7 separate regions of the Mus musculus genome follow, and regions 1, 3, 4, 5, 6 and 7 are each linked to region 2. A link is a contact called in public HiCAR-type, HiChIP or PLAC-seq and promoter capture Hi-C data. All regions are on one chromosome and are shown on one strand. The core of a region is the stretch at or near the end of the contact, and the rest is flanking DNA. Distances in the headings are between cores, read along the strand shown.

Region 1 (3,403 bases), core at 676-3,175, 2.8 Mb before region 2:
GGCTGCATTTAGGTAAAGCGGACTGAGAAGGTGGGTAGGGTACCAGCTTTGTAGGATCTAAGAAATCTGTCTTGTCCTGAGAAAATGAGGAGCCATAGAAAGGTTTAGAGTAGGGTTTCTACCTGCCTGAGAAGCCTTCCCTAAGATCTCTGCACCAGCCCAGACCTGGGCTCAAGCCAGACAGGCAGGAGCAGAGATTGCCCTGGCCTTGTAGCCTCCTGAGCATCCCTCCCAGCCTTCAGCATCTGCCTGGGTATTTCCTCTAAGGACGGAGTTCTAAATTCAGCCCACGCAGTTGGTCAGGCTGCAGCTGCCGTATTAGCCTTTGCCAAGTGACCTTTGCCCTGACCATGCTACCCTGGTCAGGGCAGCGCAGCCACAAGGCACAAGTTCGATAGGCGAGGCCCTGGCTTCCCTCCCTCACAACTCAAAGCAGCCAAGCTCAGCACCTTCCAGTTCCCTCCCTCTTGCCAAGTAAGAAAAAAAGACTCCCGGAGTGAGCGAGCGAGTGAGCGAGGGAGTGCCCTGCGTGTCCTCTCACAGGAAGGCTCTTTTACTCAGGGCAGCTTCTGGATAGGAAAGCACAGAGAAAGATGCAGGAAAAGGTAACAGGTGGCAGAGCATGCCAAGGAGCAGGCGAGGGGAGAGCTTCTTAGCAAAGACTATGTGCAGGCCGACAAGATCCTGACAACCACAACTGTCCCTGGGTCGTTTTCCCTGCTTCATCTTGACTCCTGGGGAGACTCTCCTGACTTCTATTGTACCAAGTGGGGTTCTCATTTCTTTCGACCCTCCCATTCTGCTTATTCCTTTTCCTTGTCCCCCACCCTCTTTTGGAGAAGTGTATTTATGTAGCTCATCTTGGGCCCCCACTCAAGATGTGGTTAGAGGTGACCTTGAACTCCTGATCCTCCTCCTTCTACCTTCCAAGTGCTGGGATCACAAGTGTGTGCAACCACGCACTTATGTGACGCTAGGGATCCTGTATGCTAGGCAAGCACATGACCCACTGACCTACATTCCCGGTGTTTGTTCATCATGGCTGAAATTCTGCTTACTTATGTGTCTTCCCACTGAAAGGCAGACTCCAGAGAGCCAAGGCCAGATGCTACATATACAGTTTGCCCCACACCCAATTTAATGGCGGACACACAAGCAGGTGCTGGAAAATGTATGTTGAGCAAAAAAGAACGGCTGTCTTTCTTTTGTTTTCAAAAACTCCCTGATGTGTGGTAGCAGCTCCAACGAAGCTGTGAAGTCAGCTTTGGCTGGGAAATTCAGTTCTACTATTTACTCACTTTGGGTAGGAATTTCTGACGTTTAGTGACCTTGTCTGAGAAATACGGGTCATGTTGCTGTAAATGTAACGTATTTGGCACACACCAGTCATCCAAGTGAGAATGGAGAATGGTCCTTCCCGGGAACTGAGTAATCAAACTGCAGATAAGCAGGGGTTTATCTGAGGCCCAGAGCTTAGCGGAAGGCTAGAGTGCTTTCAAAGTAAAGGAAACTTACTTTGCGTAACATGGAACAAAGTTTTCTACCTTGGGGTGTGTGGACAGCTGGGACTAAGGAGGCCTCTGGTGAAAAGGACAACTGCCTATTAGCCTGCTCTGCAGGGTCCCCAAACCAAATAGAATTAGTCATGTTGAACCTGGGCTTCTTTCTATGCCCCCACCCCAGAAAAGGGTGCTACTTTGTCATAGGAACAGCAGTTCAGGGCTTGCAGCTTGCTTGCCCTGTTTAACTTTGGAAGTCCAGCTGATTACATGGCTAACCCAATTAGCGGGGGAGAGGCGCTCATTACGGGGCTTTGCCCTAAGGGTCCACATTCTTCATTCCCCAAGCACTCTTGACCTAAGCCTTCCAGGGCCGCAGCAGCTTGAGTACAGGAAGCAGGCCTCCCTGGCGAGTGGCCTGGATTTCAGGGACAAAGGAGCAGCCTGCCCAGGGCGGCTTGCAAAGCTCTCTCAAGATCAGACAGGCGCTTGGCAGGCATCAACCACCAGCTTGGCAGGGTGGGCTGCAGGAAGGCTGCCAGGCAGAGTGACCTTCCTCTCAGCACCAAGGTTGCAGGAGGGAGGAGACAACAGGGACAAATTGGAAGGGGCTTCCTGAGGATCCCAACTCCCCAGATGTTGGCCCCTTATCACCTGAGCCAGGCAGGAGTGCCTTCTGTCCCAGGTGCATGTAGGGATGGGCAGATGGAGTCCAGGGACAGATGGCCATGGTCATCAGAATTCAAGGAGATGCACCTTATAAAAGCCTGCTCTTGTTATCAGGGCAGTTTTTTCCTTGTTTGTTTGTGATTTGTTGTTGTTGTTTGTTTGTTTTGTTTTTTTAATATTTACCATTGACTAAAAAAAATTTTTTTTTCTATGACACACCAAAACGCTCACAGAGCTTATCTGGGCAGGGGCTGAAGTAGGCCAATATTTTGCATGGGTTTGCCTTCAAACTTTTCAACATTGTCTGAATTAAAAAAAAAATCAAAATATAATTTTATAATTCAATTACCAGATTTCAAGCTCAAAAAAAAAAAAAAAAAAGAAAAGGTGTGGAGGGAACCAGGTCTCTCCTTTATTGAAGCCAAACTCAAAGGTTCTCTCCCCTGCCCCTTCAATCAGTTCTTTATTTGTGAAGCTGCCCTGCTCAGTGAGCAACCCATTGCACCCTTCTACAGTGTGCACAGCAGCCAGTGTCTTAGTTAAGTTTTATGTTCAAGGATGAAGTTTAAGTCGTATTTGTTCTATGTGTATGCAGGGGTTTGCCTCCATGAGTTTATGTGCACCATTTCTGTGCAGTGCCCTTGGAAACCAGAGAGGGCGTAAAATGCCCTGGAACTGGAGTAAAAGGCAGCTGAAGGCCACCCAATGTGAATGCTGGGCACTGAACCTGGGTCCTCTTCAAGCTCAGCAAGTATTCTTAAGCACTGAGTCATCTCTCCAGCTTTTCACTGGAATACCCAAATGATGCTTGATTTCTGATTCAGAGAAATTCACAGCAAAACACAGTGAATCCCCTAAGTTTTCTTCATGCAACTCTCAGGACAGAGGATCGCACAACAGCTTCCTGTTCATGAGGGCTCCTTGAACATTTGCAATGGCTGCATAGCATTTCGTGGCAATGTTGTGTGGTAAGCCCTGATTTTAGAAAGTCTGGACTGCTTCTCTTCCTTCAGCCCTTCTCCGTTCTGCCACTGCTCTTTAGAGAGACCTACCCCAACCTCTGTCCCATATGACGGCATCTCAGGAGTTTCTCACAACCAGCAGGTATTTCAAACAAAGTGTTAGTCATTGAATTCCCTCCATCTCATGAAATGCAGCCATCCACTGTCCAGCCAGTAAGGGCTAATGAACACCTATTGAACCGGTGAAGGCATGTGTGGCTAAATGAATGGAAT
Region 2 (3,663 bases), core at 65-2,564:
GTAAAGTATAGCCTGATTGTTATGTGAGTCTTAATAAATTCTTAACCAAAAACGGGGAAATGTGACCAGATTAAAAATTTGGTGAAATTAGGTAACTTCACACACCTTTTCACTACGATGAAGATCAACATGCAAGAAACTTGTTATTTAGAAAACCAATCTGACATCTTGGAATCCTCATCCCATTACCCTAGCCTTGCTTGTAAGTGCCTGTATTAGCCTACACGTCATGAACAGAGTTCAGAATCCTTTTGTCTAGTCTCTGGGACTCCCATCGGTGCCCAGAAGACGCATATTCGTTCTTTTGACCTACTTAGCCTTCTGTCAGCAGGAACTCCGGAGGAAATAAAAGCACCCCAAACCTATTTTAGAAATAAAGTGGAGAACAAAATCTTTGAGTTCTACCCGCGCAAAATCTGCTCTGTGGGTGCAGTGCTCCGTGGAGACCCCTCGCCAGAACAATTTACCACTTCTTTCTACCAGCCAGGAACTAACCTTGCCACACCCAGCAGTCATCCCTCTGACACCGTGAATTTTAGGGCTCGGGGTGCGGGAAAGCCAGAAGAAGGAACTCGGGACAAGCCCTGGCTTGCTACCTTGAGGATCTCGCGGCCACCCACGGCCAGAGCCACGTGCCGACTCTGCAGGCCGCACTGGATGTCCTGCGCGCGAGTGCCGGGGGGCACCTGGACTTCAATGAACACCTCCTCCAGGGTCTGGTACCACTGTCCCCACGGAGTCCCGCAAGGAACCACCCCGCTGCGCTCCTCAAACGGGGCGGACATTCTGAAGACGCCACGCAGGCACACGGCTCCGGGAGAGCACTACACCGGCGGGACTAGGCTCTGGGCTTGCCCTCGGCGCCTTGGGGTCACTGCACATGCGCAAGAGTCCAAACTGGCGTGTCCGAGTGTGCAAAATTCTCCCTTTCAGAGCCCATTTAAGACACTCGTGAGCCCTGGTGAAATCGACCGAAGCCTAGAGATGTTGACATCCAAAGAACACTGACGCCGGAACAAAGGAGAAAAGTGCCTGCGATCTTTAAACCTGTGTGACGCCAAAATTCCGACGCGTCCACCGGCCTGTGAAGTGCGCTTGCGCGAACTGGGCTACCCAGTAAAACTGAGTAAAACCAGAAGTGATTGGATAGAGCTGTTTGCGGCGACGATCAGGAGCAGCCTCTTATTGGCTACTAGCTTAAACTTACAAACCTTCCGATTGGGCGGCGGTAGGAATCTAGTGCGCATGCTCTTTGGACCATGCAGGATTGGCCAGATAGGTTTAGGTTTTCTGATTGGCTGAGGGGGAAAGTTGAGGTAAATTTGAATTCAGGCGAGCTGACAGTTTGCTGGGGCGTTTGATTGCTGTCTCATCTGGACCCAGGCGTCAGAATGTCCTTTCCTAAGGCGCCCCTGAAGAGATTCAATGACCCTTCGGGTACGTACGGGTGGGGGAACAGGGTGGGAAGGGGATGTGCCCTCGTTTCCCAGTCATTCGAAAGCCAGGTTAGGGCTGGGGCGGTGTTTGTTTTTCTCCAAATTCACGCAGTAAACACCTGGTTAGCGCAGTGTGGGATGGTAGAGACGCGGCCCTACGTGAAATGAGGTCATCCCTGCACACAGCGAGTCTTCAAGCGTGAGATTCCAAAATATGCCATCAACACCATGGAGAAACCACAGCTGGTTGAAGGGGATTAGGAGTTGGCAGGCGCTACTTTTCTTTTTAAAAAGAAGTTACTCTCTTTAGAATTTTCTGCATTGACATTGCATTCAGATATAAAAGCATAAAGACTGAGAAATCTGTTCAGTAAAGACAGCTGCCCACGGATTCTTTTCCACTCGTGAAACAGTTCTTTGGAATTTCTTTTTTAATATTTTATTTTTTTAAGGTTGATTTATTAACATGAGTATACTGTAGCTGTCCTCACACACCAGAAGAGGGCCTCAGATCCCATAACAGATGGTTGTGAGCCACCATGTGGTTGCTGGGATTTGAACTCATGACCTTTGAAAGAGCAGTCAGTGCTCTTACCCACTGAGCCATCTCATGAAACAATTCTTAAGTAATGTTCAGCATTTTAACAATAGAATAGTGGAACTTGGTGTGTAGATGACAGAGTAAATTGAGTGTAGATGGTGATAGCATTTAAACAGTTAGAATAAAGTAATTTTTAATGTTTTCACCTGTAAGAAATAGACACTTCCAGACCTAGTGGCCTGAGCTACATAGACTGTCAGTAACTCACACCTACAACAAATTAATAGCATGTTGGAAGTAAATGAAAAATGAGACTGAAATCCACTCAATTTTATGAAACTAAATTGGCAGAAATGGAGTGGGAACCCAGACTTCCAAGGATATATGCTATGCTCTTAAGGGCTGTGGTTTATGCACAAGTAACTAGAGCCTTGGGTGTGAGGTGATAGATGCTAACTGTGCAGCTGTACTGTCGTAAGGTCTATATGTTATTCCTTTGAACAGCTAGACGAGAAAAGTACCAAAGTTGTACTCTTTACAAATGAGAACATTGAGAGAGTTTCTGACTATATTATGCAGCCAGCAAGTAAGTGATGGAGCGGAAGATGAAAGGCCGGTTTATATCCTCTGTAGCATGTACTGGTTAGTAGTCTCTATCTGGTTTCTATCAACGTTCCTCCATTCACAAGGTCAAGTGAGTGATCAGACACAGCCATCTCCATGGCCACACCATTTCCAGGGAACTCAGACAACTTAGGTTCTACAGAACAGGGTAGATGTTTTTGTTTTGAGACAAGGTCTCTTGTAGCACAGGCTAGCCTTGTACTCCTGCTGCCACCTCCCAAGTACTGAAACTTAAGAGACCTGCACAACACACATGGCTCAGCTGCTGTTTGGTTTTAAGGAGCAGTAGTTAAGGCTTACAGTGTCAAAGATAATATGTCAGATATTTAATATTTGTAAGTCCATGGCAGCTTTTTCTACCTCAAGGAAACTTAAAGCATCCTGGGATAAAGGAGGGAATCTAACTTTTTTTTTTTTTAAAATTTGGTGTGTTCTCCCTATGTCTACAAAGTGTCTGGCATGGTATTTTCTGTAGCTTGTCAGACACAGGTGATTTTGAGTACTCCTGTGGCTAATTACAAAAGCCTAGTCCATTCTCACATCCCAAACAAGATATTTTTTTTCTATACTGCTCAACATAACTATGAGCTAAATACTAGAAGAATAGAAGCTACTCCCAAATTGCAAGCACTTAAGTCTAATGTAGAGATAAAGTAAATAAGTCCTTATGAAAGCATAATAAGCTGTTAGGAATTATAGACAGTGCTATGAGAATTTTCTAGCCTGATTTTTTTTGAGGGGGGGGGGGGGATTCTGCAAAAGCTAGATGGCCACATGGAGATCTGGAAGGTGAATGAGAATGGGCTGAACAAAATTGAAAGTAGATTTTAAATTCTATAAGAGAGCAGGCTGAAGCCGGGCATGGTGGTGCACGCCTTTAATCCCAGCACTAGGGAGGCAGAGGCAGGCGGATTTCTGAGTTCAAGGACAGCCAGGGCTACACAGAGAAACCCTGTTTCAAAAAAACCAATAAATAAATTAATTAATTAATAATAATAATAATAAAGACCAGGCTGAGCAAGCCAGGGAAAGCAAGCCAGTGAAGACTATCCTTCCATGGCC
Region 3 (3,718 bases), core at 91-2,590, 2.7 Mb before region 2:
AGAGATGAGCAAGCAGAGGGGTTGAGTTAGTTGGTGGTGGAGAGCGGAGTAGTGATTGTAGCAACCAGATACCAAATAATCCTGTGTAGATGGGAGAGCCGAAGTAAAACAGTGGGAAGAGAGATTTTTAATAATTCTAAATGCCTTTGTCATTATTAACGCTGCTGGTCTGCTGTGTATAGTTTCTGGCAGACAGTCATTTACGGGAAGGAGCTCTGGAATGTTGCAGACCAGTTTTATGGTCACGGCAGAGGAGCACCACACTGAGATGTACGAAGGCCTTCGTGTGTTACAGAAGGAACTGGATGGGCTGGGAGACCACCATCAGCCACTGTGATAGTTTGGGTGTTGAGGTTCCTGGAGTGGATCCCAGGGCAGTGGTGGTAGAAAATGTGAACTGTATAGAGATACAAATGAGGCAAGGGCATTTGGAGTATGGCTCTGCAGGGAGAGAGCTTGGCCAGCATGGACAAAAAAAACCTGGGTTTGCTCCCTGGAACTGAATAAATCCGACGTGGTGACACACGGGGAATCCTACCACACCATTGGCAGGGGCAGGAGGAGCAGGAGTCAAAGGTTATCCCTCAGCTACATAGTGAGCTCAAGGTTGGATGGGCCATAGGAGACCCTGGCTCTAACGAAAATAAAGACGAGGCTTAGAGACGAGGAGTTTGATGAAGCAGGGGGAGAGGAGAGAATTGTGAAGAATTTGATGTAATTTTCTGACTGTCATTTACTATAGCTTTCTGAGCACAATCTGCACCACCCTTCTCCCCATTTTAATGTATTTAAAGAAATGTCCAGAGATAAAGAGATAATGAGCCCTATTGAGGTTAACTCTGTGAACCCAAGCGTCCAATTTGGACACAAAGAGTTAAGTACCTTTGCTGCCGGTGCAGCCCAGAGCCTGTCCTTAAAGTTAGTTCCTCCTTTGAAGATAGATAAGTCGTTGTCATGGAAACGAAAGCACACAAGTTCAGGGCCTGAGGGCGTGGTACCAAATAGGTTCTCAGTAAACCTCAGGGCTCTTTTCTTTCTTAACCTGCGAGCCAGCAGTCAGAACCTGGCACATGGCATGCTCCTTAGAAATGTTTGAATCCGGGCTGTAATGCCCGAGGGAGGCAGAGGTGGAGAGGGGCCCATCCCGATGTCTATCCCCATCCCGGGGCGAGCTCTCTGCTACCTCATCTCGCGCCTGCAGCATCCAAGGTTCTTCCAGGTCCGCCCCACTCTCTGTCCTGAGGGGCACTACACTCACCTTCTGTGCACCGAGCCACATCCAGGGCCATCCGACGTCGCTGCTCCGGTGGTGTTCAGTCCTGCCTGCAGCAGCCAGAGATGCCGGCCCCAGGCATAGTTTTCCCATCCCGTCATGGGCGGGAGTGCCTTCCTTCCCGGTCACGTGCGCTGGCTAGCAGCTGGCCTTCTTTTTCCCTTCGGATTTTAGAAAGACTTTTAGCGATGGGGGCAACTTGGGTGTGTCGATGCATTTATGTGTGTAGAAGCTGTCAGAGCATTTGAAGGTTTAGTACACGAGTCGTTGTTATTGCGGTGTTCGCCAGTGTCTGCAGAGCCATCTGTGTGTACACGTGGGCATTTATCTCTTGGTGGATCCGAGGCTGTCTCAGGAGAGAGCATTTCCTTGTTCACTGAATGTTCGTGCACTGGACAGTGATTATAAGGTATACATACATGTTTTGTAGTAGTAGTAGTAGTAGTAGTAGTAGTAGTAGTAGTAGTAGTAGTAGTAGTAGTAGTAGTGTGTGCGTGTGTGTAGGTTATGCATTCAAATATACGTCAGACCCCAGTATGCATGTGCAGATTCATGGTGAAGACTGAGCTGAGTGTGTAACTGGGAGTATACTGGGTGTGTCTGATAGTGGCTAAGTATCTGTGTGAGGTGACATTGAGTGTTCAGTGGCTTCTTTTCTGTATACACACACACACACACACACACACGTACACACGTACACACGTGAGGATTTTCTCTGGATGTCAATGTCCACACAGATGGGAACATATATGTCCCTGCCCTCATCTCTCTCTCTCTCTCTCTTTGTCCTCTGCAGATGAGTTTCTTCTTTATCCTTCTGACTCTCAGGTCTACCTCAAGTTATGGAGAGAGAGAGAGAGAGAGAGGGAGAGAGAGAGAGAGAGAGAGAGAGAGAGAGAGAGAGAGAGAGAGAGAGAGAACACCCTGGGTGATCTCAGCATCCAAGACATCAGAGAGATCTCAGTTAGATAACAAGCAGACACTAGAAGAAGAAACACCAAAGGCCTGTTATTAGCACCTCTCCCTTCCTTCCTCTGCTCCCTTCTTCTAGCTCCTAGTATTCCCCACTGAGCAGCAGGAGCATCTGGCTAACAGCTGTCACAAGATGCAGACTTTACAGTCAGAATTTTAATGCAGAAATGCCTCCAAAGTCCAATGCTGATTGCATTCCCCTAGACACGTCAGTGGACTGCATAGACAGTATTTCACTTTCAGAGATGTCAGAGGAAGAATAATGATCTCACCTGCACCTGCCTTCCTTCCCTTAGCTGTGACACTCACCCATAAGACACTTAGGAAGTTATCAAGCTATGCAGAGATCAGTATTGATATTACATAAATTTATAATTTGTAGTGATCATAAATGTTATATTAATACCATCATATATATTAGCATTATATTGCATAATACAAAATAAGTAATGATACAAAGACATGCTAGTGGGCTCAATGTTTATTCAACAAATTAAAAGATTAACTTACATTTATTTATTTATTTATTTATTTATTTATTTATTTATGTTTATATGCATGTGTGTGGAGGTCAGTGGGTCTCAGACTGGCCATGCCTACAAGATAGACATGAGTCCAAGTGAACCAATTCACCCTCCCATGTGATCTTCATGAAAGGTACCATGCCTTTAATCCCAGCACTCAGGAGGCAGAGGTAGGCGGATTTCTGAGTTCGAGGCCAGCTTAGTCTACAGAGTGAGTTCCAGGACAGCCAGGGCTACACAGAGAAACCCTGTCTCAAAAAACAAAACATAACAAAAAAAAAAAAAAAAACAAAAAAAAAAACAAAAGAAAAAAGAAAGAAAAACAAAAAAGAAAAGAAAGGTACCGATTTTCTTCTGAAGTATTAACTTCAGAGACATAGTCCTATTGTCCTTGAGCCATAGCTTCATGCCACTTGGAAAGAACCTGCTTATGAAAAGAGACAGTGACAGTCTCACATAAGAACTGGAGGGGACAGAGTGCCATGGCTACTTTATTAAAGCCTTTGTTCTGATACTTGTAATAGTTGTGACAGAAGTCCTATTCTCTTACTCTTATCCTCTCTTTAAACTAGCTTCAATGAGTTCCTGTCAGTAACTATAGAAGGAGACTCACTGCAGTGTCTGCCTCCCATACCCACTTCAAACCTTTCCTTTTGTGTGAAGTTCTTTCAATGTGAGATGATGTGAATGAAGCCATTTCTTTGAATTATTAACTGGTGGTCTACTGGGTCCCCACAACCTCTCTGTGCCTCTCTTCTGAACTCTAACAATGCTGGGTTGGTAGTTTGACATATTGTAAGGGGGGGACAATAAATAATAGAAATCACTAGTGTGAGCCAGCCTCTAGCCTGCTTGCCTGAAACACCACTGTCTAGAGCCCTTCTCAGTTGCTCCTCCCACTGGCTAGAGCCACGTCCCGATTTGTGTACCCCTTGCTTATACCAGGTAG
Region 4 (3,407 bases), core at 373-2,872, 2.8 Mb before region 2:
AAGAAAGAGGCAAAGCCTTCATTCAGTCCTCTGGGTTTTCCCAGTTTCCCAGTGGCCAACAGCAGCCTCAGCAACAGGAGGTGAACTGAGAGGGGGATCAAGTTTCAGCCAGCCCACCTTCTACCACAGGAGGCCAACTGGCAGGGGAGTTTGTGTTTTCTCCCTTAGCTTTCTAGTCTGCAACCTCTTTCGGTTAAGGCTAGTGTGTCTTTTCTTTCTCTCGTTTTGAGACAAAGTGTCCCACTGTGTAGCCCTGTGCTTCCTGGAGCTCCTCCTGACGCTTCAGTTGACCTTGAACTTGTGGAGATCCTTCTGCTGTCTCCACAGTGCTAGGACTGCCCCCAGGCCAGACTTTTAAATTTCATTCAGTTCCTGCCTTAACAATGAATTCCCACCATCTACCTAATATTTCTTTACACCGAACTGTAACTTTACTACGTTTGCATAGATTTATTTAGGCATCTGCTTTACCACTGAGCTATGCACTAGTCTAGTAATTATATTTTAAAAGAAATTGCTACAACATCATTACAATGATAGGGAAAATCAGCATTATGTATAGTAGGTGGTATTATGTGTCTTTGAATTACACACTGTAATGGATACACAGTATTTTTTTTTTAATCCATTCTTGTACCATGTAAAGTAACCTCGGGAGGAAATCCAATGGGATACGAACTATTCTTCATTTAGGTGGCTGGTGAAAAACCGACTTCAAGTTCTTGGATCTCCAGGTCCTTTGCCTGGAAGAAGACCACACTCCCCATGAAGGTAAAAGAGCAGGCGCACAAATAAAAGGGCACCAAGAGTGCTGAGTTCCCATGCGGGGCATCCTGAAGACACCCACAGGAGACCGAAAGTGACTTTAAATACCCAGTCCTTGCGAGTGACAAGGGCGGGGAGGAACTGACCTTCTCGCGCAGAGTGCAGTGTACGTCCGAGGCGACGCGCCCTTCCCACCACGGCTCATCCATCACCGCCGCAGTTATGAAGCTACCGGGATCTCGGGGCGCACCCTGCGAGGACACCAGGAGCTTCAGCGATCGGAGACTCTTCCTTCACCCTGCCCTCAGTGACCCTGATCCTCCTCGGTCCCTGTCCCAGTCCGGGACGGGCGCCCCCTCCTGCCCTGCACCGTGGAGCTGGCTGTCGCCCGCTGTCCTGAAGAGCCAGCAGTGTCCCCGCTCCCCTCCCTCCGCCCGCCCAACCTGGGGCTATCTGGAACTGTGTGCAACAACTTGCAGAATATCCAATGTGCCCCTCTGCAAAAGTTGCAAAGTTGCGGGCTGTAGTAGCTCTCCCAGGGCTGGCTGGGTCACTGGCTCAGAGTCCCCAACTCCTCCCCCGCCGCCTAGCCTTTGTCCTGCTCGCACATCCTGCCCTCGAGCCGGGGCCAGACTCACGCATCGCTGTCCCGGCGTGGGGGGCCGCGGGTGGTGGGTCCCTTCCCGCACCGGGTACGTAGTGCCCTCCGATGGCCGCCCGGTCCCTGGCCTCGCGTGCTCGCGACCGCTGCCTCTGCAGCCCGTCCCGCCCGGCCACCGGCGCGCCCCTGCGTGCGCTCGGTCCCGCCGCGGCTCGCAGTTCGGGCCGCCGGGGGCCTCCCTCCCTCGCTCGGGGAATTGGGGGCCGGGCCTCGCGCATGCGCCGCCAGCACCCCGCGCCCCGCGGGGCGGGGGGCTGGGAATGGCAGTCTTTCTTTCCCCGGCGCTGAGCTGCGCTTCCTGCCCACCCTCCTCCCTCGCCCGGGCAGAAAGCTAGGCTTCACCTTCCCTGGGACTCTGGGGGCGATCCCCAGTGACCCTGCCCCCTTGATCCTGGAGCGCGGGGGACGCGGCGCCACCTGCGTGTGCCGCGCGTGGATCCAGCGGCCAGGACGCCCCCAGAAAGTTCTGACTTCCGCATGCGCTGCTCCTGCCAACCTGCAGACGCTTCCACCTGTCTTTCTTTCTTTTTCAGCCTGCCCTGCGATGGGGAGGTAGATTTTCAAACAATTCCCACAGGAGCCCCAGAGAAGACACCCTTGGATACGCACGAGTTCCTCTTTATAAAGAGGGCTCAGTGAGTATCTTATTGTACTCTTAAGCGTGCATCCATGCTGAGCATTGCAGGGAAACAGTCCTTGTGGCAGGTTGCGGGATAGAAAGCCCTTTTAATTTACTTGTTTTCAGAAAGGCATTTTCTGGAGCCTGCAGTATAATGGCATAACATCCTGCTGTGCTGATTTTTGTGAGCCCTTTGGTGATCCCACTAACTTAAAATCAAGTCCACCAACTACCTGGGTGTTTTTGTTCACCCAGTGTCTTAACCACTTAGAGCTTGGCTTTAGGTAATAGAGGGATACAAACTACAATAATCTGCTGGGGATACATTATGATTAAATGAGAAAGGACACGAAAGAGGATTACCACTAGGCCCGTTAGAAAGTCACCAGTCAATAAATAATTACACGAAAAAGACTTTAGTTTCTGCCTAGTTTTCTACAAGATAGATATTTGTTGTGGTTTGAGACATGGTTTTTCTGTGTAGCCCCAGCTGTCCTGGGACTTGCTCTGTAGACCAGGCTGGCCTTGAACTTGGCGATCTGAGGGAGGTCTTGTAGGACTACAGAGTCCTGTGAGCTGGGACTAAAGGTGTGTGCCACCATCATCAAGCCGCAAGTAAAATTTTACGGGTTAAAAATACAATTTAGTTTTGAAAGGCTACTATAGTACTGCATACCTGCGACATTAGCACTCAGAAGGCTGTCTGTAGCTTAAGGGTTAGGAGTTCAAGGGCAGCCTGAGTTACACAGAAGTTTGAACCCTGTCTAGGCTGAGGGTTTTTTGTTTTGTTTTGTTTTGTTTTTCTATGTTTTTTTTTTTAGCTTTGATGAACTTGTACTGAAAAGAAGTTTTAGCATTTATGAGCCCTCATAAAAATTTAAAAAATACCTGAGATTAAACAAATGTGATATATATGCAATCATGTATGCATATCTTTAGATCAATGTGACCTAAGACCTTCATGAAGAATCAGATGCAAAGCATGGACAGGCAGGCCATCAAAGAAAAAAAAATCTCATGCCCTATTCACTAACAAACAGATACAAACAGATACACAAGTAGATACACAGATACACAAACAGATACATAGATACAAACAGATAACAAACAGATACAAACTACAATTTTAAAAGCTGGAGCAGATCTTTATCAAAGATGTTTTTAGTGTTTGTTAATGTTTTCGGTTGGCATACAAGGTAATGGGTTCCTTTGTGGCATTTCGCACCTATGTGTCCTCATAGTTTGTTCTCAGTCATCATCTCTCCCCTACTGCCAAGGGACTCCTAAGGTGGGTAAATATACAACCTTCTTGGGAATGCAAATGCCATCTTTCTGAAAAACAACATAAATCAACAAGTTTCA
Region 5 (3,274 bases), core at 34-2,533, 2.5 Mb before region 2:
CCCTCTCACAGGGAGCCAGGTTGACCTCATAAGCTGCAACTTCTCCACGTTGACTTTCCTCTTTGCTGTCTAAGGTTCTAATGATTTACTAACTCATTTCCAGACTTTTCTCTTTGTCACTGTCTTCAATATTTCCTTTGTTGGCTTGGATTCATTCTGTAGCAGAGTCATATGGGGGACACTTCTATTCAGCCATCTGGGTGTTTCTCCTCCAGCCTGTCAGCCTCCTGGATCTGTCAGCCTGGACCAAGAGACCTTGATCTGGCCAAGAAAATCTGCCATAGATTATTGCTGGCATGTCTTGTTTTCTTATCATCCATACCCTCCATACATTTCCATACCCACCTACGCCACCTCTAGATGATCTCTCTGCTGGGATTTCCTGATCATCTCCTGCTTCTGGCTCACTCTAGTATCTCTTAGACCTCTCAAGATAAACCCCAGTAGCTGATTTAATGTAAGCATGGTAGCTTTCTTTTGCCTTCCAGGTTTTTAGCACTTCACCAGTTTCACAACTAGAACAGATTTTAGAGACCAGCTCTCAGTTTCTAACATTTGTGACCCACAGAGTAAAATGGAGAAGATACCTATATAATGTCAGACCTAGAATATGAAGCTGTAGGATAAGAGCCAATTAGGGTAATGTGAGATGGGAATCCAATCCTCTATTTGGATTGCGTCTTCCCAGTGGTTTTGAGGAATACAGTTTAGCATTCCAACTGATTTGTTAACTCTTTTTTTTGGGGGGGATGAACAGAATCTTGAAGGAGATAGAGTAATTTGTTCAAGGTCACCCAGTGGATTAGTTCAGAATTTGAATCAAGGCTTTCTTAGCTTTACCACTTTCTGTAGATCCACAAATAAGACAGACTACAGGGGACTTTCAAGGGAATGATCAAAGAGTGTCTACCTCCTATTAACCCATCATCCCTTCAAAGTCTCACAGTCCGTCAATAGGTCCCTATGAAAATCATCAATATCATTTCCTCTTGAAACGTCTCCCTCCTGCCCTGATATAAATGCATTGCTGGCTTGTTAATTTTAGTTGGAAAATCGGAGACCTAGTGACAACCACTACTGCACAGGGCTCCTCTGCTGTTCAATAAATGCTAATAAACGGCAATCTGCAGTCTTAACAATTGCTTCTGCCTGAACCCAGATGCAAGGGCAAAGATTACTTTGGTCTGAATTGGATTTGAAAAGGCTGAAGGAACAGGCTTTGAGTGCGCAGTGGAAATGCCAGTTGAATATTAATTACTGCTGCGCTGCCGGATTGTGGAAGGGTGTAGTGGTTCAGCGCAGAGACAAGAGGGACTAGCAAAAGCCTTCAGAATGCTTGTGCTTGTGGAATCCAAGAGCGTGGCTTCAAACAGAGGCTTGGGAGCCTGGGGGTGGCTTTTTCTACAGCTCTCCCAGTGTTCCGAGAGCACTTCTGCTCTTGCAATTTGCTCATTTTATTTACTCTTCAGAATCATCATAGTGACTCAGCCAGGAGCTGTCTTACGGGCAGGTTTTAATTAGTGGCCTGGGAATTCAAAAAGTAGCAGGGAGGTACATAGGGGTTCCAGAAGCTACTTGCCCCACTAATTATTTCGAACACTCCAAGAATGGAATACTCATGCCTCTAGTGATTCCCAACACACAGTTACGACCAGCCTGCCTTACACAGTTATCCCCCTGACCCCAGCATTAGTCGTGTGTCGCATGTGAAGGATAGAGATTTGCTTATGAACATACTGAGGTGATTTCCATATATTCCCACCCCTAGCAATCTTTTAAATTATGGATACTAAATTATGTCCTACAGATTTAGCTGACCAATAGACACATGACTAATTGTTTCTTTCCATTTGAAATGTGAGCCTCCTGGTGGGCTGTATGTTTTGGTGCAATTATATCAGCCCCAGGCCAGAGCTGGGCCATTTTAGCCACCTGAAGAGTGTGCTAATTGTCCTGAAGTATACTGCCTGATGTGTGTCTCATTGCTGTAGTGGTTTTAATGGGAATTTCTAATTAAAAATAAGAAGAGAGTCAGGGTTGGATGCCTTCCTCCTGCATTACAGTTCAGGCAGAGCCCCCTTGAGCATGCTCATGTGATCAAGCCCATGAGGGGAGGCAGCTAGGGCAGAGACTAGCGTGTGTCTGGTTTGTCTAGTAGGTACAGCTCAGGCTGTTGGAGCTCTCATTAGATCTGGGCCAATGTCAACATGTCTTCCCTCATGCCACTTCTCCCAGGCTCTGTGTCAGTGTGTGGAGTGTGTGCCAGTGGGGACTCTGGGAAGAAACAAGGCAGGGATTTTAATCAGCTGGAGTTTCAGGCTGACATCTGGAAGGAGTTCATGACATAAGATTGTTCTAGAAAATCATAGTCACACCCCACTGCTTCCAAAAGACCAGGTTCCCTGGTGATTCAGTAAGTGGTCCAAGAGTCTTATCAGATGAGAATATCAGCTCTGTCCTTATTAACAGTACATTCTTGGAAAAGCCACTTAACTCTTTTGAGCCTTGGCATACTTCCTTATAAAGTGAGGATAACTAACAATAGAAACTCTGATGGCATATTGGTGGACATTTGCTTAAGACATTTTTGTATTGTACATGGTGAGTCACATTTCCTCCCCATGCCCCAAACCCATATTCTTACTACCTTGTTCACAGTCTAATAACACAGAGGACAGGAGAAGAGTGAGACCAAGTTCTGAGACTATTAGTCAAAAGTAGAGACTAGAAAGAAAAGGCAACAAAAGAGAAAATGGGATTTTCTTATCCCTGTGGGATAAGGCTCAGCCCATTTTTGCCAGCTGACATTGAGAAGTTTTTGAGAGGGAGAATAGGGTTTGTAAGAGGTGAACTGGGGGGAAGAAAGAGAAAATGGAAGAAGAAAGAGTTAAGAGGGTGAGAATTGTTGTTCCACCTATAGGGTTGCAGACCCCTTTAGCTCCTTGGGTACTTTCTCTAGCTCCTCCATTGGGGGGCCCTGTGATCCATCCAATAGCTGACTGTGAGCCTCCACTTCTGTGTTTGCTAGGCCCCAGCATAGCCTCACAAGAGACAGCTATATCAGGGTCCTTTCAGCAAAATCTTGCTAGTGTATGCAATGGTGTAAGCGTTTGGAGGCTGATTATGGGATGGATCCCCGGGTATGGCAGTCTCTAAATGGTCAATCCTTTCGTCTCAGCTCCAAACTTTGTCTCTGTATGAACTAACCAGTAACCCCCCAGAGCTCTTGTCTCTAGCTGCATATGTAGCAGAAGATGGCCTAGTCGGCCATCAT
Region 6 (3,546 bases), core at 673-3,172, 2.9 Mb before region 2:
ATCACGAGACCCCAGCAGGCAGGTAAGTGTGGTCACCACCCCCATTTTAATAGGTAGGAAGACAGGTTAGGAGAGGCTTGGCCAATTGTCTCCCAACAGCTACTAACTATAGCTAATTATGCGGTTTCACTCTGTGAAGCTGTGATGCTGTTGTTCAATGAAAAACTAGTCTAGGCATTGCTCTGATGATTTTTTCCCTCCCGGATGTGATTATTTTCTTAGATGTGTGACTTCAAGAGCAGCAGGTGAATGGGGTCCCACTGAGCTAGCTGAAGGCTTTAAGAGCAATGACTAAAGTTTTCCAGAAAAGGAACGCTGCCTCAAGGTTGCAAGAAAGAAATTACCCAAGTTCCTGGCTTGATGGCCAACCCTGCAAAGTTTAGACTTCACCGCTGTGTCATATCAACTGTTACCTGCTGACGTGAAGTCTAAGAATTCTGTGTTGGCCAGCTTCCATGGCTGTGCGCGTCAATTCCTTGCAGCAAATCTATTACTGGTTTGCTTTTGAAGAGCAATGGTGGATGCAGGAGAGCAGGTTGGGAGGTCAAGCCTCACTCATTCTTCTGCCCAGGGAAAGTCAGTTCCTGCTTAGAGGGTAGGACTCAGGTCCAGAGGATGTAAAAGGATCCTCACAGGCTCATGTGTTTGAATACTCGGTCCTCAGCTGGTGGCCTTGTCTTGGGAGGTTGTGGAACCTTTTGTAGTTGGGACCTTGCTGGAGGGAGTAGATCTCTAGGGATCCAGCCTTGACACTGACAGCCTGACTCTACTTCCTGTCCCATTTCTCTTCCTGATCCATGAAGATGTTCCTGCCACGGCTGTCACAAGCTCCCCTTGCCTGCCATGGCTGCTCTGCCACAGTGGACTGCCTTTCAAACCATGAGCAGAAATAAACATTTTATTGGGTCATTCTGTCACAGGCATGAGAAATCTCATAAACCTCTGAATCTCTTTCACCTCTCACCCAAAGGAGACTCCCACTGAGGTAGAGTAGAGAGATGTGGGAAAGGGCTGACTTGCTAAGAGATGTCCAGACAAAGGCAGCAGAGACCAAGAGCAGGTGATGTGTTTATTGCAGGACATCTGGTCCTGAGAATCAGGCTAGTTCTGGGGCCCCAGTGGAGGTACTTCTCTCAAAAGCCCAAGCCCAGGGCAGACAGATACAATAGACTCCAAACCAGTTACACACAAACAGAGAGACTGGTAAAGGAGATGGAGGGGCAGGAGCCGAAACATACACACACACACACACACACACACACACACACACACACACACACACACACATACACACACACACACACACAAATAACAAACGAATGTGCAGGTTCCTATGCTGGTTGAGAAAATGGCAGCTCCTCTTCTGCATCCAGCTCTTTCCTTCCTCTGTTTCCATGAGACATCCATCTGCTCAGAAAAGCCCTATCGCCGTTAAATCTGACTCAGTAGCGTGTGGCCAACCTTCCTGGCCGTCCCTGCTATGGTCTCTTGGATTGGCAAATGAGTCAAAGAGAACCAAGATGGCAGGCAAGGTGTGGTGGATACATCAGAGGCTGAAGCAGGAGGAGCAGGAGTTCAAGGCCAGCTTTGGCTCTGCACTAAGTTTGAGTGTAGCCTTAGCTACATCAGATCGATCTCAAAAAAAAAAAAAAAAAAAAAGTCCCTACCCCCACCAAAAGAAAACAAAAACCAACAGAGACACAATCGTTTCAAAAACTAAATTACAATTTGTTTCTGTGGTCTTTTGCACCTCCCTTCCAATTCTGATGGGTGAACAGCATGTCCCCTGACCAAGAAAAAAACAAACAAACAAAAAAACCCCAAAAACCAAACCAAACCAAAAAACCCAACCACAAGAACATCTTAAGCACAGGCTGTGAGTCATAGTCATAACATATTGCACATGGTGACAGTGTTCCTGAGCCCTCGCACTGCAAATCCCAGACATGGGCTTTTGCTCTAGCAATCTCTTGCCTGTCAACGCTGGTGTCATATACCACGTTAGTCCCTTCCTCCCCACTTTTCTAATATTCCACAGTATGACTACCCTTTAGTATTGGCCAAACTCAAGTCTGGGATCAGTTTAACCTCAGCACTAAAAGCAAGTGGTGGAGGGAAGTAAGGGCCAGTTCAAACCTTTGTCTCCTTCAAACAACATTCCCCCACCAGGGGGCAGTAATCCAAGTCCAATAGGCGAACACTTGCATCCCAGGGGTGGACTCTTGCAAAGTGAGCCTGAGAGGTGGTATCCCTCGCTGTTGTTATCCACCAGTTGGTCCCAAGTTGGATTAATAAAAGATACAGCCTCATGTGGGACAGACAGACAGTGTGGCAATTCAAACTTTTTGCTCCTACAGAATTTTCAAGTATCATAAAAATCCCTGACACGGTATGTAAACAAGATTTTTTTTTTTTTTTTCAGGATAGAAAGCTAGACTGTTCCAGGAAGCAGCAGCATGTGAAATAGCTAGAAGAATGGAAAGATTTGGGGTTCAAAAACAAAGGGCAGGCAAGATAGCCACTTACTGTGCCTTATGGGCTCAGTGCTCAGGCCTAAACACGGGCCATGGGACCCTTGGAGTGGAGCTAGGGAGAGAAAGACACTCAGGATGGATCTTCTAGGGACATAGACAGACGTGTCAGGTGCCCCTTCTTTTTCAGTGGTATGGCTATGAAAAGTAGTCTTTGAGAAGTCCGGATGTATGCAGTCCTCACTGTCCAAGTCTGATATGCTCCATCGGATCCGCAGTTCAGGGGAAAGGTCACAGAGCCATGTCTTTGTCCTCCAGGCATACACGGAAGGATTTCCCAGAGAGATGCTGTTGGGCGTATCCCTGGATGTTTTGTTCTGTTGATTTGTTTTTAAAAAGAGCAAAGACCCTCTCTACTTAAAGGTACTAGGTTCTCTGTCCCACCTGGATGAGCTCTCCTCTTAGGTATTTACTTCCTTTGTCTGGATCTTTCAGGATTCTCCCTGTGGTCCAAGTGTGGCCTAGCTGTCGAAACAGCCTGCAGGGAACATATGGCTGCCGCTGAAGTAGCTGCTTCCGTAGGAGGCCGTAAGGCAGTGCCTGGGTTCAGCTGCTATGGCCATCTGCATGCTAAGGGATGCAGGGACGGGCACAGGACACATATCCAAGGGCTGGAGGGTTGGGTATGGCGTGTGGAGGGATGGACCAGTGTCTCCTGAGAGCAGGCCCCCTGAACGGTGGGCCTGCAACGAGTCCCGATATGCCAAGCACAAGTCCTGCGCTGGACTCTGGAACTGGGCTAGAGTTGTTGGCGGTGGCTGGCTGAGAGTCGGGTAGGTGGGCGGTTGGAACAGCACTTGGGCGGGAGCTGATGATGAGCCCGGCACCATGGCCAGCGTCTGGCTCTTGACTGCAACGGCATCCTTGAGGACATTGTCATAGGCTCTGAAAGGAAAAGGCTCAAGTGAGTTTTGGAGATGCAAGGCCACTAGGCACCTGCTTACCTTCCTCGGTAAGTGGGACAGTGCCACACCACTCAACGATGACACATTATAACACAGCCACGGCTATCGAC
Region 7 (3,362 bases), core at 130-2,629, 2.6 Mb before region 2:
CTGTGAGTTTCTTGTGCTTTTTTTTCTTTGGCTCTCTTTATTGTTTGGTTGTTTTGTTTTATTCTGTTTTTGATTAATTTTATTTTATTAACACTTCTTAGATGTCTGTTTGTTTCTTAGGTAGAGTCAGAAAGGGTGTGGAACAGGTTGGGAGGCAGGGCAGTGGGGAAGAACTGAGAGGGGTAGGGGAAGGAAACTATCACTAGAATATATTGTTTTCTAAAGCTGAGCCATGCTCTTCAGATGGAAAAGGGTTGCTTGGTGATCGGTCCCTGGGCTCTACTGATCAAATCAAGGCCTCTCAACCCCCTATGTTCCATTCTGTGCTTATCCGACCCTTAGCCAGTGACTTGTCCTAGAACATTGGCAAATCTCAGCTGCGACCAGAGGTCAGTGTTGACATCCCACAACAAAAAGAGATTTATTGTGTGTAAGCAGAAAAGTCAGGTTACCCCATAGGTTATAGTCTGTTTGATGTGTGATTATAAATTATAGGCAAATTATAAGTTATAAGAGTAAGTATATTGAAAGATGATTGTCAACTTATTAACAGCGACTTTTTCCCCCTAGGGAAAGACTGGAGATTCATTTTTCTTTCTTTGTAATTTTCTTTATTGTTTGACCCTTACTCTGAGCATTTGTAATTAAAATAAACTATTGTAGAAGACTTAATGCGCAGTTGTACTGATTCCAGACAGTATTGGCAGTGAGAGATGGTTGGAGAGGAGTTCCTGGTATGTTGCCTGATGAAAGAGAAATTAACAGGCAATATGTAATATAGTTTTTAAAAAATTTAAAAGATTTATTTATTTTTTTATATGAGTACACCATTGCTCTTTTCCGACGCACCAGAAGAGGGCATCAGACCCCATTAGAGATGGCTGTGAGCTGGGAACTGAACTCAGGACCTCTGGGAGAGCCTTAACCACTGGGCCATCTCTCCAGCCCCTGTAATACTTTTTTCACGTGTATGTGTGTGTGTATGAGGACTGAAGTTGATGCTGTGGGTCTTCCTCCACCATCTCTACTTTATTTACTGAGGTAAGGTCTCCTGTTGAACCCAGAGATTGTCAGTTCTGCCTAGTGTAGGCAGCTTGCCCTGGGGATCCAATTTCTGGCTCCCAATTTAGGGATTGCAGGTGGTGGCTACACCTGCCCAGCTTTTTATATGGGCTCTGGGGACCTGAGCATTGGCATCTGCCCTCACACTTTATGGCAAGGGCTTTATCTACTGAGCCATCTCCTTGGTGCTGTCTTTTCATCCCAGAGGCTATGAATAGAGGCTGGAGAGATGGCTCAGCAGTTAAGAGTGCTTACTGCTCTTACAGAGAACCCGAGTTCAGTTTATAGCACCCAGAGGGCAGCTCACGGCTGCCTGTGATTTAGCCCCAGGGGATCTGATGGCCTCACATGGCTTCTTTGGGCACCTGCATGTATGTACATCTCCATTCCATACACACATAAAATAAAAATAAGTAAATCTTTAACACAAAGGTTATATAGGGTGTGAATTTGTGTGTGTGTGTCCAGTGTATGGTAACAAGTAATTTGTTCGGTAAATTATTATTTTTGCCTAGCCAAAACAAAAAACAAACTTACAAACAAACAAACAAACAAACAAACAACAACAACCACAAAACAGCAGCAGCAGCAGCACAAACATGGCATAGATGTGCTGCTTTCTATGTGTGCAGGTGTTTTTCAACATATGGGTTGGACCAGCAGCATCACTGAATCTGGAAACTGGTTGGTGATGCACGTCCTTAGTCTTGCCCAGGTCCTACGGGAGAGGAAAAAAAGACCCATTGAAATAGAAACAGGGCGGGGCTGAGGAATTCGATGGACCAGCCCATTGTGTGACTCTCATATTTGTAGCTACCGAGGTCAGTCAAAAGATACCCTTATTTGACAGAGCTAAACTGTAGCTCACGGAGACCCGGAAGACTCTGGGCTCACACAAGCACATGCAAAACCCATCTATCTCTGAGAACTGAAGAGCCGGCCCACAGACCTTCCAGACTCTTATTGAAGGTTTATACCAGAGGAGAGTCTGCTCCAAGTTCGTTTGAGGAAATGTTCCAATTTGTTCTTTGAGAGTTTCATACATGTATTTAGCGAACTCTGCTTACTCTTCTTGCACTTTCTCTCACTCCTGTTATCTCCCTCTCTTCCCTACATGCCTCACTCACGCCTGTTAGCCTACGACCCACTGGTATAAGTCAGGACTGAGCCTGTGTGGCCATGGGTTTGGAACTGTCCACTCTAGCCTGGTGGGATCCCTGAAGACAACCAATGTTCCGCCCAAGAATCCAACAGTAGCCAATAGTGCATCCTGAAGGAGGAGGGGCTTATGAGCTCCTCCCTATTCTGTGATTGGCTGTTGACAGGCTCAGTCTTGTGTAGGGTAGGTACAGTTCACTTCAACTATGTTGGTTCTCTGGATTCTTAAGATACAATTTTCAGTGTATTAAATCACCCGAAAGAGCTGTGAATGAAGGTAAGTCCTAGGTCACTCCTCAGTCCAGCGACTCAGCCGCTCCAGGGTGCTGTCACTTTAGCCCCAACCCAGGATAGATTCCACCAAGCAGTTTCTAGGACAGCACTATATTCCTAAGTTCCTTTCCAGTTCTTTTTTCCCCTTTATTTCTGTGATCTATGGGATCTCTGAAGCACATTCATCATCCTCGGCTCCTCAGGAAGAATAGCTCAGATGCAGCTGGAGACGAGTCTTGGGAGTAATGATAATCATAATGGAAGTATTGATTAGCCATCTTCAGACAACAAGGAAGGGCGTGATTTATCAGTTCACGATGATGGGCTATTTGGGAAGTTGGACACGTGACAGTCTGAGTAGCCACGGCTCTGCCTAGTTGCTATAATCCAGAGGTTCCAGACACAATGGCTTCTGATGATTTTTCTAGCATCCAACTCTTTACCAATCAGACAGGAAATTTCCCCTTTCATAGATTTGTTATACATGGAAACTCTCTTGTTCTCTTTTCTATTAGTATTTCAGGGAGGTCCATGTTGGGTTATCCGTGTGGTCAGGGAGTCTAGAAAAAACAAAACAAAACAAACAAAAAAAAAAACCCCCCAAAACTCTGGGGTGGAAGTTAGGGAAGCTGGCATCTTGTCCACTTCCTCTTTGCTCTTCTTCAAACTAAGCTGATTTTTACAACTGGTTTTGGAAGGAAGTTCTGACCCTATCTCTTGGGGGAACCCTTCCAAATAGAAATGAACTCTGCTTCTCTCTCTCTCAACCCAGAATATCTTATTTATTCATTGGCTTTTCCACATATGTGTATAATGTACCTTGATAATATCTATCCTGCCTCCTCCACTCCATCTCCCCCATAGAGCTC

Evidence for each region. Promoter capture Hi-C pulls out the DNA fragments that hold promoters and counts their contacts. HiCAR-type assays count read pairs that join an accessible place to other places. HiChIP or PLAC-seq counts read pairs in DNA pulled down with a chosen protein or histone mark.
Region 1: a contact with region 2 is called in a promoter capture Hi-C map of cranial neural crest. The contact joins the enhancer-like site here to the promoter of Hmmr in region 2. A contact is called at or near these places in 9 of 39 promoter capture datasets (the C10 cell line, cranial neural crest, embryonic stem cells and 5 more) and 5 of 115 datasets of contacts at active chromatin or transcription factors (embryonic forebrain, embryonic stem cells, epiblast stem cells and 2 more).
Region 3: a contact with region 2 is called in an H3K4me3 HiChIP or PLAC-seq map of forebrain, with 17 times the contacts expected there. The contact joins the promoter of C1qtnf2 here to the promoter of Hmmr in region 2. A contact is called at or near these places in 3 of 39 promoter capture datasets (cranial neural crest, frontonasal cranial neural crest and hippocampal neurons) and 4 of 115 datasets of contacts at active chromatin or transcription factors (astrocytes, bone marrow-derived macrophages, embryonic forebrain and 1 more).
Region 4: a contact with region 2 is called in an H3K27ac HiChIP or PLAC-seq map of embryonic stem cells, with 8 times the contacts expected there. The contact joins the promoter of Ccnjl here to the promoter of Hmmr in region 2. A contact is called at or near these places in 8 of 39 promoter capture datasets (the C10 cell line, cranial neural crest, embryonic stem cells and 4 more), 10 of 115 datasets of contacts at active chromatin or transcription factors (embryonic forebrain, embryonic midbrain, embryonic stem cells and 6 more) and 2 of 9 other capture datasets (adipose tissue and liver).
Region 5: a contact with region 2 is called in a HiCAR-type map of astrocytes, with 11 times the contacts expected there. The contact joins the enhancer-like site here to the promoter of Hmmr in region 2. A contact is called at or near these places in 5 of 39 promoter capture datasets (cranial neural crest, hippocampal neurons, liver and 2 more) and 4 of 115 datasets of contacts at active chromatin or transcription factors (acute myeloid leukemia, astrocytes, large pre-B cells and 1 more).
Region 6: a contact with region 2 is called in a promoter capture Hi-C map of embryonic stem cells, with 6 times the contacts expected there. The contact joins the enhancer-like site here to the promoter of Hmmr in region 2. A contact is called at or near these places in 4 of 39 promoter capture datasets (the HPC-7 cell line, cranial neural crest, embryonic stem cells and 1 more) and 6 of 115 datasets of contacts at active chromatin or transcription factors (acute myeloid leukemia, astrocytes, embryonic stem cells and 2 more).
Region 7: an H3K27ac HiChIP or PLAC-seq map of large pre-B cells shows a contact between it and region 2, with 14 times the contacts expected there. The contact joins the enhancer-like site here to the promoter of Hmmr in region 2. A contact is called at or near these places in 9 of 39 promoter capture datasets (the C10 cell line, the HPC-7 cell line, cranial neural crest and 5 more), 1 of 484 Hi-C or Micro-C datasets (B cells), 8 of 115 datasets of contacts at active chromatin or transcription factors (the 230-238 cell line, Th17 cells, acute myeloid leukemia and 5 more) and 3 of 9 other capture datasets (adipose tissue, liver and macrophages).

What each region holds. Positions count from the first base shown.
Region 1 is chr11:43,546,878-43,550,280 of GRCm38.p6, reverse strand. All of the region lies in intron 2 of Ccnjl (cyclin J-like), which reads right to left. Among named protein-coding and RNA genes, the nearest start is that of Ccnjl, 20 kb to the right of the region's middle. Within about 2 kb of position 1,925, at least 102 of the 459 cell types and tissues checked have an H3K27ac peak or open chromatin away from gene starts, as enhancers often do. A contact at or near this core is called in liver and neural tube, where this site is marked.
Region 2 is chr11:40,731,088-40,734,750 of GRCm38.p6, reverse strand. Hmmr (hyaluronan mediated motility receptor (RHAMM)) reads left to right here and starts at 1,314. Exons shown (of 18, transcript NM_013552.2): 1 at 1,314-1,437. The coding sequence starts at 1,392. Nudcd2 (NudC domain containing 2) reads right to left here and starts at 1,090. Exons shown (of 4, transcript NM_026023.5): 1 at 597-1,090. The coding sequence starts at 785.
Region 3 is chr11:43,471,928-43,475,645 of GRCm38.p6, reverse strand. C1qtnf2 (C1q and tumor necrosis factor related protein 2) reads right to left here and starts at 1,340. Exons shown (of 4, transcript NM_026979.5): 1 at 1,259-1,340. It also overlaps the pseudogene Gm12151.
Region 4 is chr11:43,526,964-43,530,370 of GRCm38.p6, reverse strand. Ccnjl (cyclin J-like) reads right to left here and starts at 1,622. Exons shown (of 6, transcript NM_001045530.2): 1 at 1,404-1,622; 2 at 912-1,016. The coding sequence starts at 974.
Region 5 is chr11:43,268,455-43,271,728 of GRCm38.p6, reverse strand. No RefSeq gene overlaps it. Among named protein-coding and RNA genes, the nearest start is that of Gm12146, 46 kb to the right of the region's middle. Within about 2 kb of position 1,283, at least 34 of the 459 cell types and tissues checked have an H3K27ac peak or open chromatin away from gene starts, as enhancers often do. A contact at or near this core is called in astrocytes and hippocampal neurons, where this site is marked.
Region 6 is chr11:43,585,162-43,588,707 of GRCm38.p6, reverse strand. It overlaps Ccnjl (cyclin J-like), which reads right to left. Exons shown (of 6, transcript NM_001045530.2): 6 at 1,709-3,416. The coding sequence ends at 2,993. Among named protein-coding and RNA genes, the nearest start is that of Fabp6, 15 kb to the left of the region's middle. Within about 2 kb of position 1,922, at least 18 of the 459 cell types and tissues checked have an H3K27ac peak or open chromatin away from gene starts, as enhancers often do. A contact at or near this core is called in embryonic stem cells and hippocampal neurons, where this site is marked.
Region 7 is chr11:43,368,323-43,371,684 of GRCm38.p6, reverse strand. No RefSeq gene overlaps it. Among named protein-coding and RNA genes, the nearest start is that of Mir146, 4.5 kb to the left of the region's middle. Within about 2 kb of position 1,379, at least 3 of the 459 cell types and tissues checked have an H3K27ac peak or open chromatin away from gene starts, as enhancers often do.